Linked DNA regions of Sus scrofa: region 2 is linked to region 1. A link is a contact called in public Hi-C data. All regions are on one chromosome and are shown on one strand. The core of a region is the stretch at or near the end of the contact, and the rest is flanking DNA. Distances in the headings are between cores, read along the strand shown.

Region 1 (6,070 bases), core at 2,607-5,106:
TCATCCCCTTATCATCCACTTTGTGATCATAATTTGATATTTAAAAAAAAAAACAGCGTTATGGAGATATAATTCACATACCCCACAATTCACCCATTTAAAGTGAACAGTTCAGGAGTTCCCATTGTGGCTCAGGGGTAATGAACCCGACTAGGACCCATGAGGACAAGGTTCGATCCCTGGCTCCACTCAGTGGGTTAAGCATCCAGCGTTTCAGTGAGCTGTGGTATAGGTTGCTTATGCAGCTCAGATCTGGCATTGCTGTGGCTGTGGCGCAGCCCGGCTGCTGCAGCTCTGATTGGCCCCCTAGCCTGGGAACGTCCATATGCCATAGGTGCGACCCGAAAAAGACAAAAAGAAAAAAAAAAAGAAATAACTCTCCACTCCTCTTTCTCTCAACTCTTGGTAACCTCTAATCTCTGTCTCTATGAACTTGCCTATTCTAGATATTTCATGTAAGTGGAACTACACAATATTTATCATTTGTGTCTGGCTTACTCTACCTAGCATCATGTGTGTAAAGTTCGCCCATGCTGAAGCCTGTTCAGTGGGTTTTGGCATGTTACATTATTAATTTGTTTGAAGTTGTGGCAAATTCTTTACATAAACATTGCCATTTTAAGCGTACAGTTGAGTGGCATTAATTACATCTATGGTGTTTACAGCCATCACTACCATCTATTTCTAGAACTATTTCATCACCCCAAACAGAAGCCCTATAACCATTACAAAATAACTCTTGGACTTCCCGTTGTGGCTTAGCAGTAGCAAACTTGACTAGTATCCATGAGGATTTAGGTTCGCTCCCTGGCATCGCTCAGTGGGTTAAGGATCCGGCGTTGCTGTGAGCTGTGGTTTAGGTCACAAACACGGCTCAGATCCCAAATTGCTGTGGCTGTGGTGTAGACCAGCAGCTTCAGCTCTGATTAGATCCCCTAGCCTGGGAACTTTCATATGCTGCAGGTGCAGCCCTAAAAAGAGAAAGAGAAAGACAGAGAGAGAGAGGGAGAGAGAGAGAGACAGACAGACAGAAAGAAAGAAAGGAGGGAGGGAAGGAAGGAAGGAACTCTATTCCTTTTTCTCCCAACTCTTGGTAACCTCTAATCTCTGTCTCTATAAGTTTGCCTATTCTAGATATTCCATGTACGTGGAACTACACAATATTTATCATTCATGTCCAGCTTAATCCACCTAGCATCATGTTTGTAAGGTTTGTCCATTCTGCAGCCTGTATCAGAAGTTCACTCCTTTTTATGACTGTATAATATTCCGTATTTTGTTTATCCATTGATCTGTCCATTGATGGACACCTGGGTTGCCTCTACCTTTTGGCTCTTGGGAATAAGGCCATATGAACATGGGTGTCCAAATATCTCTTGGGATCCCTGCTTTCAATTCTTTCGGGCATATAGCCTCTGGACCCACTGCTGACCCTTCCAGCCCAGTTTTGCTCATCAGCCAGAGACACCATCACACACCTGATTGCATCAGTCATCTGCTTACAACCCTTTGCTGGCTTATGATGGAAATGCGCACAAGGGCTTAGGATAAAGATGTAAGTGCTGGAGTTCCCGTCATGGCTCAGTGGTTAACAAATCCGACTAGGAACCATGAGGTTGGAGGTTCAATCCCTGGCCTCGCTCAGTGGGTTAAGGATCCGGCGTTACCATGAGCTGTAGTGTAGGTTGCAGACCTGGCTTGGATCCTGAATTGCTGTTGCTCTGGCGTAGGCTGGTTGCTACTGCTCCGATTAGACCCCTCATCTGGGAACCTCCATATACCTTGAGAGCAGCCCTAGAAAAGGCAAAAAAAAAAAAAAAAAAAAAGATGGAAGTGCTCACCAAGGTATAGGTCCCTGAGCTCTGGCCGCTGACCTCTCTGTGTCACCTTGCCCTGCCCTTTTCTCTCTGCTCCATCCCTTCCACGCTTCTCTATGGAACTGTGCCTCTTGGGTCTCACATATGCTGATCCCTTATCCCAAGATGTTCACTCCCCACAGATACCTAGCTTTCGTTTGGCCAACTCTTCCCATCTTTCTCAACCATCTTGTCTTATAAAGGTCCCTAGCACCTCCCTCTCCTGCTCCTTCCCTCCCCTCTCTGGCTCCTTCTCATGGCCCCTTGTCATTCACTTGGCATTACCTGTTCTACCTTGGTCTTCCTGGCTGTACCAATGACCACTACTGACTGAATGCTTGCTCGTTCCAGGCCCAGTCCTACCCATGTCACCCGTATCAACTCATTAAATCCACACAGTGAGCCTGGGACATTTACAGATAAGGAAGCCAGGGGATGCTGTCACAGCAGCAGTGCTCCCACAGGCATCTGGAAGCCTGTGCATCCCTATGGGACAGTTGGTGGCAGCCCCTAGGCCTGAGGGAGCCTGGTTCCCTTCTGGTGCCAGCACTCCCAGTTCCCAGCAGAGGATCTGGCACACAGGGGTACCGAATTCACATCTGAAGTAAATGAACGGAATGGAAAGAATGTAAGGGAACTGAGTTTTGAGCAAACGTCCCTTACCGAACGGCTTTTAAGTGCCAGGCATCCTTACCCACCCTCCTTGCCTCAGTTTCAGAGACCTAGAAAGTAGGCAGGAATACTTACATCCAAGGGTTATTGAGAAGGTTGAGTACTTTAATGTAGATTTTAAAAAATCATTGTGTTTGGCAGGCTGGGTCCTACGAACAAATACTGATCTTTGCATCCCCCCATTCCCACTCCCATTCCCAAGACAGGGAAGAAGGGGCCGGCATCTCAGTTCCCCCCACCCTGCCCCGGGGACCCTGGAGCACTAGGTGGGACCCTATGACATCCGGTCCTCCACGATCCCTGCGGCCGGCCTCTAAGAGGGTCCTACAGGTAGGCCAGCGAGTCTCGGTTTTCTTTCTCCAGGCCTCCGCGCCTCCTTCTGCGGCGTACGCGGGGCAGTTCGGACGGAGCCTGCGGGCGCACTGTGCCTGGTCCCGCCCTTGGGCCTCATTATCTACATTTCCGCGTCAAGCCTGCCGAGAACTTGGCAGGCCCTCCCGCGGTGTTCCGGAACACTTTGTGCCCAGCGCCCGCCGGCCCGGCTCTCCTCCCTCCCGCCGGCGCCGCCTGGCCCGGACGCCCCGCGTAATCCGCCGGTTTGGGTCGGTGGACCCCAGGGACCACAGCCGGCATTTCCCCCCCCACCCCACGCACTTGTCTTCGGTTCCCCCGAAGCCAGGCTCTGCAATCTGCTCCTCCTCTTCGGGCTGGGTGTCCAAACGTGGGTTACACCGCGCGTAATCGAGAGGTTCAGAAAGATGCTGTGGCCCATTTTAAAACAAAGCCCAATTATTAGCTTTCGGCGGCTGTTTGTGCCGGTCCAGTGTCAGATCCCCTGAGCGCGGCGGACAACCAATACGCAAAAGAAAACAGTTGCAGCAAAAAGAAATCGGCTCTGGAGCCGCCTGATCCAGAGAACAATGCCTGCCCCGCGATGGTTCCCGTCCTGGCTGCCTAAGACTTAGCAATGCTCTGAGTCTCAGTCTCCTCTTCTGTGAAATGGGGATAACTGTGCGAGCCTGGCGATTCGGCACGTGGAGCGCTGCAGGTCGCAAAGACGTCAATGCTGAGTTCCACACCTCCGGGTCCCCACCGTCCCGCGGCCCCCACCTCGGCCTCGGCCCCGCCCCGGGGCGACGGGGCTCTACGCGCAGCGCTGGCTCCAAAGTGCGTCACCGGCACCGGCCGCGCTCCTCCAGCGGCCAGGGCGAGGCTGGCACGGGGCCAGCGGGCCCGGCCGGGGGTGCCGGACCGTCTCGGGGCGGGGACCCGGGCGGGAAGGGCGCTCAAGTTGCGCGGCTCGCGGCGCGCTGCTGGGGGCGCCCTCTGCGGCGGGCGGCGCGCCAGGGACCAGCCTCCGCAGCCTCGGAGCGTGAGAGGCTACACTTTCCCTTCGCCCCCCGCCCTCGTTTCCTCCCGCGCGGCCGCAGCGGAGATTTCCTCTCGGGGAAACTACGCGGATCCTTCCCGGGGCTCGTGGCCCCGCCCCAGTTCTCCGCCCCCTCCTCTCTGCTGGGGAGCCGGTGCCGGCCCGCGCCGGGGAGGAGGCTCTGGCAGCCTGGGCCAGGAGGTGGCAGGGGGCCGCGGATCCGCCGGCTACCGACTCGTCCTGCCATGTGACGCTGCCCTCCGCCCAGCGACCCCCGGCGCGCCCCTGGCCCGCGCTCGCGCTCCTTCGCGCTGCGCACCATGCTTCTGCCGGGACATGCGCGCCCACTGCCCGCGCCCCAGCCCGCACAGCATCCCGGCCTCCGCAGGCAGGTAGAGCCGCCCGGGCAGCTGCTGCGCCTCTTCTACTGCACTGTCCTGGTCTGCTCCAAAGAGATCTCAGCGCTCACGGACTTCTCCGGTAAGAATCGACCTCCCTCCCTGTGTGCCCCCGGCGCCGCCGTGCACCCAGCTGAACCCTAGGTTGAAGGGGGGCGGACGCCCGAGGGGTCAAGGCCGGGTTGGTTTAAAGTTGGGGCGCAATCAAAGCTGGTTTTCTTGCCCAGTGTGAAACCTTAGTATATGTAGCTGCGTGTGGGGTGGCAGCAGGGGATGCCCCACCCCCGAAGGAAGGGTCCATATGGTGTTTGGAGTTTCTCTTCCAGTGAGTTGACCTCGTCACTTTCCCAGTGGCAGGACCCGGCTCTGATGGGTGAGGGTCCGCTGGTAGCTCCTTAAGTTGATAAGCTGAGACCTGTGCCCCTCTTGGCGCTGTTGGTACACGTGTTGGTTCACGTTGCACTTGGTTTGCCATCCGCATAGTCTGAGTGTGCCCCGACCAGCCTCTCGGGTGCCCATGTAAGGAGACCAGCCCAGGAGACCCTTGACCTGAAGTCTATACGGACACGGGCTGGGAGGTCTGGTGGAGATGCAGTGGGAGATGAGTTAGAAGCTTACAGAACAGAGAGGAGACTCGGTAACCTCTCTTCACTAACCAAAAGTACCAGCATCTGCCCCTGGCAGCCCCAATGCCTTAACCAAAAATAACGACCTCCCCCCCACCCCCCAGTAATGGGTGAGGTTTTTCTTTTTGGTGACTGGGACCAAGGGCCCCGGCAGCTGATCTCGGTCAGTTCTGGGATGGTAGGTGTGGTGCTGCAAAGTGAGAGAAGTTTCTGGGTTGATGAGGGCTATAGGAGCTGAATTTTTACAGCCGGGCTTGCTTAGCCCAACAAGGTCCCTGTATCAGACCTGGGTTTCCCCCTGGCCAGGTTGGAGGCCTTTCACCCTTTCCTCACCCCTTCCCAGCCCAGGAAGCAGCCCTGAACCCCACGCTCCCCCTTCTCCAGCATCTTCTGCCAAGTCCATGCTCCTGTATCCCTGCCTCAGGGTCTTTTGCAATATAATCATGGTCACTCCTCAGCCCTATTGGTGCGGTAGACTCCTACATGGCAGGGGACCCTGGCAAAGCAGAGCTGAGTTGGGTTTCTAGTTTACTTACAGAGAATGTCATTGTTAGCTGAGAGCCCTTGGGTCAGAGGTTCTTTGCTTTGAATATTTAATATCAAGGCAGTGTTTCTACCTAGCAAAAGAAGCCAAGATATGCCTGTTTGGCAAGGAAACTGTGGTCCTTAAAATCCAGCACCAGAGGGTTAGAGCATTGTGGTAAATGTGCTGGGAAATGCTGAATTTCAAGTGCTATCGACTTTTGATTTTTTGTAAGAGAACTTTCTTGGCTGCTAGAAAAGTTCTGTCTTTGCTGATGTAAGCTATAGAAAGCAGTGCTGAATTCAGCCACCATCAGGCTCTGAATATTGTTAAGCAAAGAACTGAAAGCCGACAAGCCCTTCTTTTGTGACATCATTGTAACTGAACAAATATTGCTTGAGGTAAATTGCGGTGTAACCATTAGATTGTTTTCACAGATTATAGACCCTTAGCGTTTGTTTCTTTAGTGAAGCAGTTACAATCCTTGAAGCAGGCTGCAGGTTACCACCCCAGCCTGGGATTGTCTGTATGCAGCAACTGTTGTTACAGAGGGTGAAACTTGAGTTATCAAACTGGGATGCTCTGTCCTGGGAAATAGCTGTTTTCGTACATGGTTTTCTACATGA
Region 2 (6,070 bases), core at 2,429-4,928, 120 kb after region 1:
CTGGAAGCTGCAGAGTTCTGCTGGGCGATGCTGGCCTCAGGTATTAAATCAGACACAGAGGCACAAATACAACTCACTGCCATGAAACCGAGCAGATGTTTCATTACCACCCAATGGGGCAATTGGATCCAAATGCAGGCACAGGAATATGGGACAAAGATGCCATCTGCTCCTACCTCGACTCTCCCTCCTGGGGACACCCCCACATGTCCTCAGTCTCCAAACCCTGGGGGTTCGGTCCTCCTCTCCTGCCTTGGTGCAGCCCAACCTCTGTGGGCACTAAGCCCTGCGGAGCCGTGGCTCCAGGTCTGCACATAGCACACAGGAGGCCCTTTTGAAGCCAAAACACCTCTGACTCGAACACAGCCTAAATCCAGATTGAGACTCGAACCACGGTTTTTTCATTCATTCATTCATTCACTCATTCATTCATTGATTTTTTCTGTTTTAGGGCTGCACTGATGGCATATGGAAGTTCCCGGGCCAAGGAGTGAATCAGAGCTGCTTACACCACAGCCCCAGCAACTCGGGATCCAAGCCGTATCTGTGACCTACGATGCAGCTGGCAGCAATGCTGAATCCTTAACCCACTGATCGAGGCCAGCGATCATACCCACCTCTCATGGATACTAGTCGGATTCTTAACCCACTGAGCCACAACCGGAACTCCCAGGTTTTTTGTTTTTCGTTTTAATTAGAATCACTCACCTTGTGTCTGGACTTACTGAGCTTCAGGTTCTTTGTGTCTCAAAGCAGAAGGAATTCAGCCAGAGACAAAGTGATAGGTAAGAAATAGATTTATTAAGATAGGATGCTTCAATAGCCAAGACATGGAAACAACCTAAATGTCCATCAGACAGATGATTGGATTAGGAAGATGTGGTATATATACACAATGGAATACTACTCAGCCATAAAAAAGAACGACATAATACCATTTATAGCAACATGGATGAAACTAGAAACTCTCATACTGAGTGAAATAAGTCAGAAAGAGAAAGACAAATACTATATGGTATCACTTATAACTGGAATCTAATATACAGCACAAATGAACATTTCCACAGAAAAGAAAATCATGGACCTGGAGAATAGACTTGTGGCCACCCCCGGGGAGAGGGAGGGAGTGGGAGGGATTGGGAGCTTGGGATTATCGGATACAACTTGGAATGGATTTACAATGAGATCCTGCTGAGTAGCATTGAGAACTATGTCTACATACTTATATTGTAACAGAACAAAAGGTGGGAAAAAATGTACACATGTAAGTGTGCCTTGGCCCCCATGCTGTACAGCGGAAAAATAAATAAATAAATTAAAAAAAAAAAAAGATAGGATGCCTGTGAGAGATGTAAGCAGGCAGGGAAGGAGGCTCTGCCCTAAGGATTAGGTGGGCTACAGTTTTATCATCCAAGGAAAGTGGGGAGGAGAAAAGACTGCCTCCTCCCTTGTCTTTGAGTGGACATCAGGCTTACAAGTCATTAGCTTCTCCTTCGTATCCGGTAAGAGAGTATTGGGCCCTATGAGATCAAACTAGGACTGTCAGGGCGCGTATTCACATCAGCGGAAGGGCGGTAACAGATGCTAAACTATGTTGAATCAGGTCGGGTTTCTGTACAGTGAGGGTCTCCTACTCGGGAAATGTCATCTTTCCCTTCAATTCCCATCCTTGGTCCTAAGGATCATTGTCTTGCTGAACTTGAAATCAGGCCTCGTTTTCTCTCTCATTAAGTGGTGAATCTCTCATCTCTCACTTAATGACCTGAGGCATATCTTGTGCTTTTATTTACGGTTTTATAGTTAAGCAAGGCTGCTTCGCTCTAGGATGCTCTTTTTTTTTTTTTCTTGCCTTTTTTTAGGGCCGCATGCATGGCATATGGAAGTTCCCAGGCTAAGGTCGAATTGGAGCTCCAGCTGCTGGCCTGCGCCACAGCCACAGCAACTTGGGATCTGAGTGAGCCACGTCTGCAAACTACACCACAGCTCAAGCTCAACCTACTGAGGGAGGCCAGGGATCGAACCCGCATCCTCAGGGATACTAGTCAGATTCGTTTCCGCTGCGCCACAACAGAAACTCCCTCTATAATGTTCTGATGGCTTTCTTTCCTTTTTTTTTTTTTTTTTTCTTCTCTTTTTTGACTGCCCAGTGGCATGTGGAGTTCCCCAGCCAGGGATCAGATTCGAGTTGCAGTTTCCATCTAAGCCACAGCTGCAGCAACGCCGGATCCTTTACCCACCGTGCTGGGCTGGCCTGCATCCCATTGCTCTCAAGACACTACTGATCCCATCGCGCCAGAGCGGGAACTCACTGCTCTGACGACTTTTCTGAGCGATTATTAACTTCCAGGGATCTCCCAAAATTCCCCAGGTTTCCCACTCTTTCTATGGTCCCCTCCTGGGACCTCTACAACTCCCTGTGAAACTCTCTTACTCTATCACATTGGCTGTGACCACTTATCCTGCGGCAGCTGCTGCCACCATCCCTTCCTTGGGGACCATTGCTGTTGTTAATTCCTCTTCCTTTGCTCCCTGTGAACATTGCAGCTAACTAGATGGGCCAGCCCCTGCTTCCTCCTGAGCCCGCAGGCTAGTGGCGCCCCCAGGAACATTCCAGAAAAACCCTAGGGTCCTGCATCAGACAAAGAAAGATGATTGGCCAGAGGAAGCCCGGAAGGGCTGGCCCCATACGAGTAATCTAAATGCCTCCAAAGCACAGGTTGGTGGCTCTTCCTCTTTCTCTCCGTCTCTGTCTCTCTCTCCACCGGCCTGCCTGGACCAGTGCCTTCTCCACACCCATCTTCCCTCTCCCCTCTTTTAATAAACACTTGTTTGCCTCACAACCCTCAGTCTCTTTGCAGGATTCTTTCTCCAAAGGAACAAGTTCTGGAGTTCCCGTTGTGGCACAGCGGAAATGAATCCGACTAGGAATCATGAGGTTGCGGGTTCGATCCCTGGCCTTGCTCAGTGGGTTAAGGATCTGGCATTGCCGGAAGCTGTGGTGTAGATCGCAGACGTGGCTTGGATCCTACGTTGCTGTGGTTGTGATATAGGCCGGCCACTGTAGCTCCAATTCGACCCCTAGCCTGGGAATCTCCATGTGCCGCAGGTGCGGCCCTTAAAAAAAAAAAAAATGGGGGGTGGCGGGGGGACAAGTTCTAGGGACCTGCATCAAGTGGTTTGAGTTCAGCATTCTCATCCCACAGCCACTCACTCAGAACATACTCAGCAGCCCCATGGCCAGGGATGGGCAGCGGCCAGGCCTCGAACTCTTGGACTGGTAATTTTAAGGTTGCCAATCACTCTCCCATTCGTCTTAATATCGTAGAAAGTACCAAATCGCAGCTTCACTTTCTGCTGGAGAAACTAAACAACGTTCTTAGAAAGCTCTTCCTGGAACTGACTGGCGAGGGTGCTTTAAGAGGCAATGAACTTCTCCGATGCGAATATATGTCAAGGGCCTGAATGATGACGCCTGGCAGAGCCCCCCCTTTGGAAGGTTCCCCATCTCTGCCTGGAGATTGCTCGCAGCCTCACTGCATCTCTTTCAGATGGGTCCCACAAAAAATCCAATGGGGGATTTATCTTGAGGAGAAAACGCAGCCTTCCTGCTTTGAAGCAAACTGCCCGCAGTATCATGAGCTCAGCCTGCCGGCCTCGGCTGAACAAAGGCAGGAAAGCTGGTCACTTCCGATCGGGGGGTGCAGGTTCGTTCCCCGGACTTGCTCCGTTCCAACGCATGACTCCATGGAGGGAGTTCTTTCAAGAAAAGAAAAATAGACCTTGTCATTTCCTATTGTTTCAAAGACAAAATCCAGCCTGGGAAAGATTACGGCGAGAGGAAGGGGACTCGTGTTCAGATGACTAAACACCAATCTGACCTGGAAAATGCTCCATTAGTTTCCGAGGAAGGGAGGGAGCCGCAATTAGAGGCGTGTGTAGAATCATGACATGCCACCTCGCTCAAGGAGAAAACGCAAAATGTTCCCAACTCGCTAACAATGGACCCGCGAGAGAATGTGTTACGAATCCATGAAGAATGTGCAGACCCGGGGAGTCGCCGCCCAGCTCTGAGCTCCCGAACTTCCTTCCTTAGCGCTTGCTCTGATTGTAAAGCCTCTGGATCCTGGGAGAGCAGGCGGGTGCTGTCAGCAGAGGGCTGGAGCCAGGCTCGCCTCCGCCCAGAGGGTCCTGCTAAATGCCACTCAGCTCAGGCACGTGGAAAACTTCTTTTCTCATGGAAGATGTCTTGGGAAGAATGCCAACCGTTCTGGAAAAATTAGAATAAAGCTGCCTTGCGTTGTGTCTTTAAATAAAGGAAATTGCTATGCACCAACATGAAAAAGTCAAAGTCATGTGAGTCAAGGAAAAGTGCAAACTGGAAAGTAACACATATCATAATGTGTAAAAAAAAAAAAAGATTCTACATAAAACGATATTTTCCTATGTATGCATAGAACTCTCTAGGGCTGCCTCTCGTATTTGCAGGGTCTGAGAGTAGAAATGAGTGTTACCTACCAGCCAAGCATCCACATGTTCCATACCTTGAGCCAAAACCAAAAGTTATATAAAAATATTCTTTTTCCTTCCTTGACAAATATACCCTTATGACGACCTTGAAGACCAAGTTCAAATTCAGAACCGTGCTGTGGCTGCTTGGGGTGGGGGTTGGGATCTCAGACACTGACCCCTGACCCACCTTTCTCATCCTACCTCCTCTCTGTCCCCCCCTGTTGGGAGTCTCACATCCTTAAGCAGGGAGGACGTGGTTTCTGCGACCTTGCTGTGTTCCATCCTTGCCCCCAAATGGGCCCCTCACAGGGAGGGACAGAGGGGAGGGAGGACCGGAAAGGGAGGTTGGGGCCAGAGTCGGAGACTGCCCTCCCAACCCCATGCGATGGCATATGGCAAATGAAGATGCTGGGAGAATAAACACCTGACCTCCCGCCACTCCCTCCCTCTCATCTCCTGCTGGGGACCTCCCTCCCCCACCCACCCCCTGTTCCCCCCTTCCCCAGCCCAGGGGGAAGTCAAAGAGGGGCTGGGAAGTGGGTTGACAGTGCACTGGGGTGAAGGTCAAGGTGGAAAGGCTGGAAGAGAGTGGAGAGCAGATGCATCAGGACAAAGGGAGGGGATCCTGAGAAAGCGCAAACAGAGAGCCCATATGCGGGAGCTGGGCCCTAAGGATGAGCAGGGGCTCATGGGAGCCCAGGCAGAGGCCAGGCCAGGCCTCTTGGCCCCACCTGCCCATCAGGAACCCGGAGGGGGGTGGGGCTCATGCTAAGAATGCAGATTCCTAGCCCCACCCCTGCCACTTGTGGTTTTTTTGTTTTGTTTTGTTTTTTGTTTTTTAGGGCTGCACCTGTGGCATATGGAAGTTCCCAGGCTAAGGGTCAAATCAGAGCTGTAGCTGCTGGCCTATACCAGAGCCACAGCCATGCGGGATCCGAGCCCCCTCTGCAACTTACGCCACAGCTCATGGCAACGCTGGATCCTTAACCCACTGAGCAAGGCCAGGATCCAACCTTCATCCTCATGGATACTGGTCAGATTTGTTTCCGCTGAGCCGCAAGAGGAACTCCTGGGTGGGGATTTGGAACCTATCCTCTTAGAGGATAGATTAAGAGGGGAGGAGCTTCCTGGTGGCCTAGGGGTTCAGGATCTGGTGCTGTCACTGCTGTGGCTTGGGTTCAATCCCTGGCCTGGGAACAAAAAAAAAAAGAAGTGGTAGGGATGCTGCAGATGGCCTTGACTGATGACCAGGACTGGTCTCTGGGTGCTAGGGGTCCTTGGCCTGGGAAAGGCAGGGGCAGGAAGCCAAGTAGGTAAAGACAGCTCAACTTCACGCCTCCAAAAACCCCAGACCCTCTTTTAAGCCTGTCTAAAAGCTCTCACTGGCCCAGATTGGGTAGCCTTGGGTGTCTGCTTATAGCCGGGATGAATGGGTTTGTTCGTTTGTTTTTTTCTTGTTTTTTTTCTACAGCCCCACCTGTGACATACAAAAGTTCCTGGGCCAGGGGTTGAATCGGAGCCACAACCGCGGACAATGCAGCAATGACGGATCCCAGCCGCA

The links. Hi-C and Micro-C count contacts between places; a contact is called where the count stands out from the background.
Region 2: a Hi-C map of skeletal muscle shows a contact between it and region 1, with 7 times the contacts expected there. The contact joins the enhancer-like site here to the promoter of EVA1C in region 1. A contact is called at or near these places in 8 of 47 Hi-C or Micro-C datasets (embryonic fibroblasts, heart right ventricle, liver and 2 more) and 1 of 2 datasets of contacts at active chromatin or transcription factors (skeletal muscle).

Annotation. Positions count from the first base shown.
Region 1 is chr13:196,063,787-196,069,856 of Sscrofa11.1, forward strand. EVA1C (protein eva-1 homolog C) reads left to right here and starts at 3,857. Exons shown (of 8, transcript XM_021070917.1): 1 at 3,857-4,377. The coding sequence starts at 4,218.
Region 2 is chr13:196,181,498-196,187,567 of Sscrofa11.1, forward strand. No RefSeq gene overlaps it. Among named protein-coding and RNA genes, the nearest start is that of C13H21orf59, 41 kb to the right of the region's middle. Within about 2 kb of position 3,679, at least 26 of the 83 cell types and tissues checked have an H3K27ac peak or open chromatin away from gene starts, as enhancers often do. A contact at or near this core is called in embryonic fibroblasts, retroperitoneal adipose tissue and skeletal muscle, where this site is marked.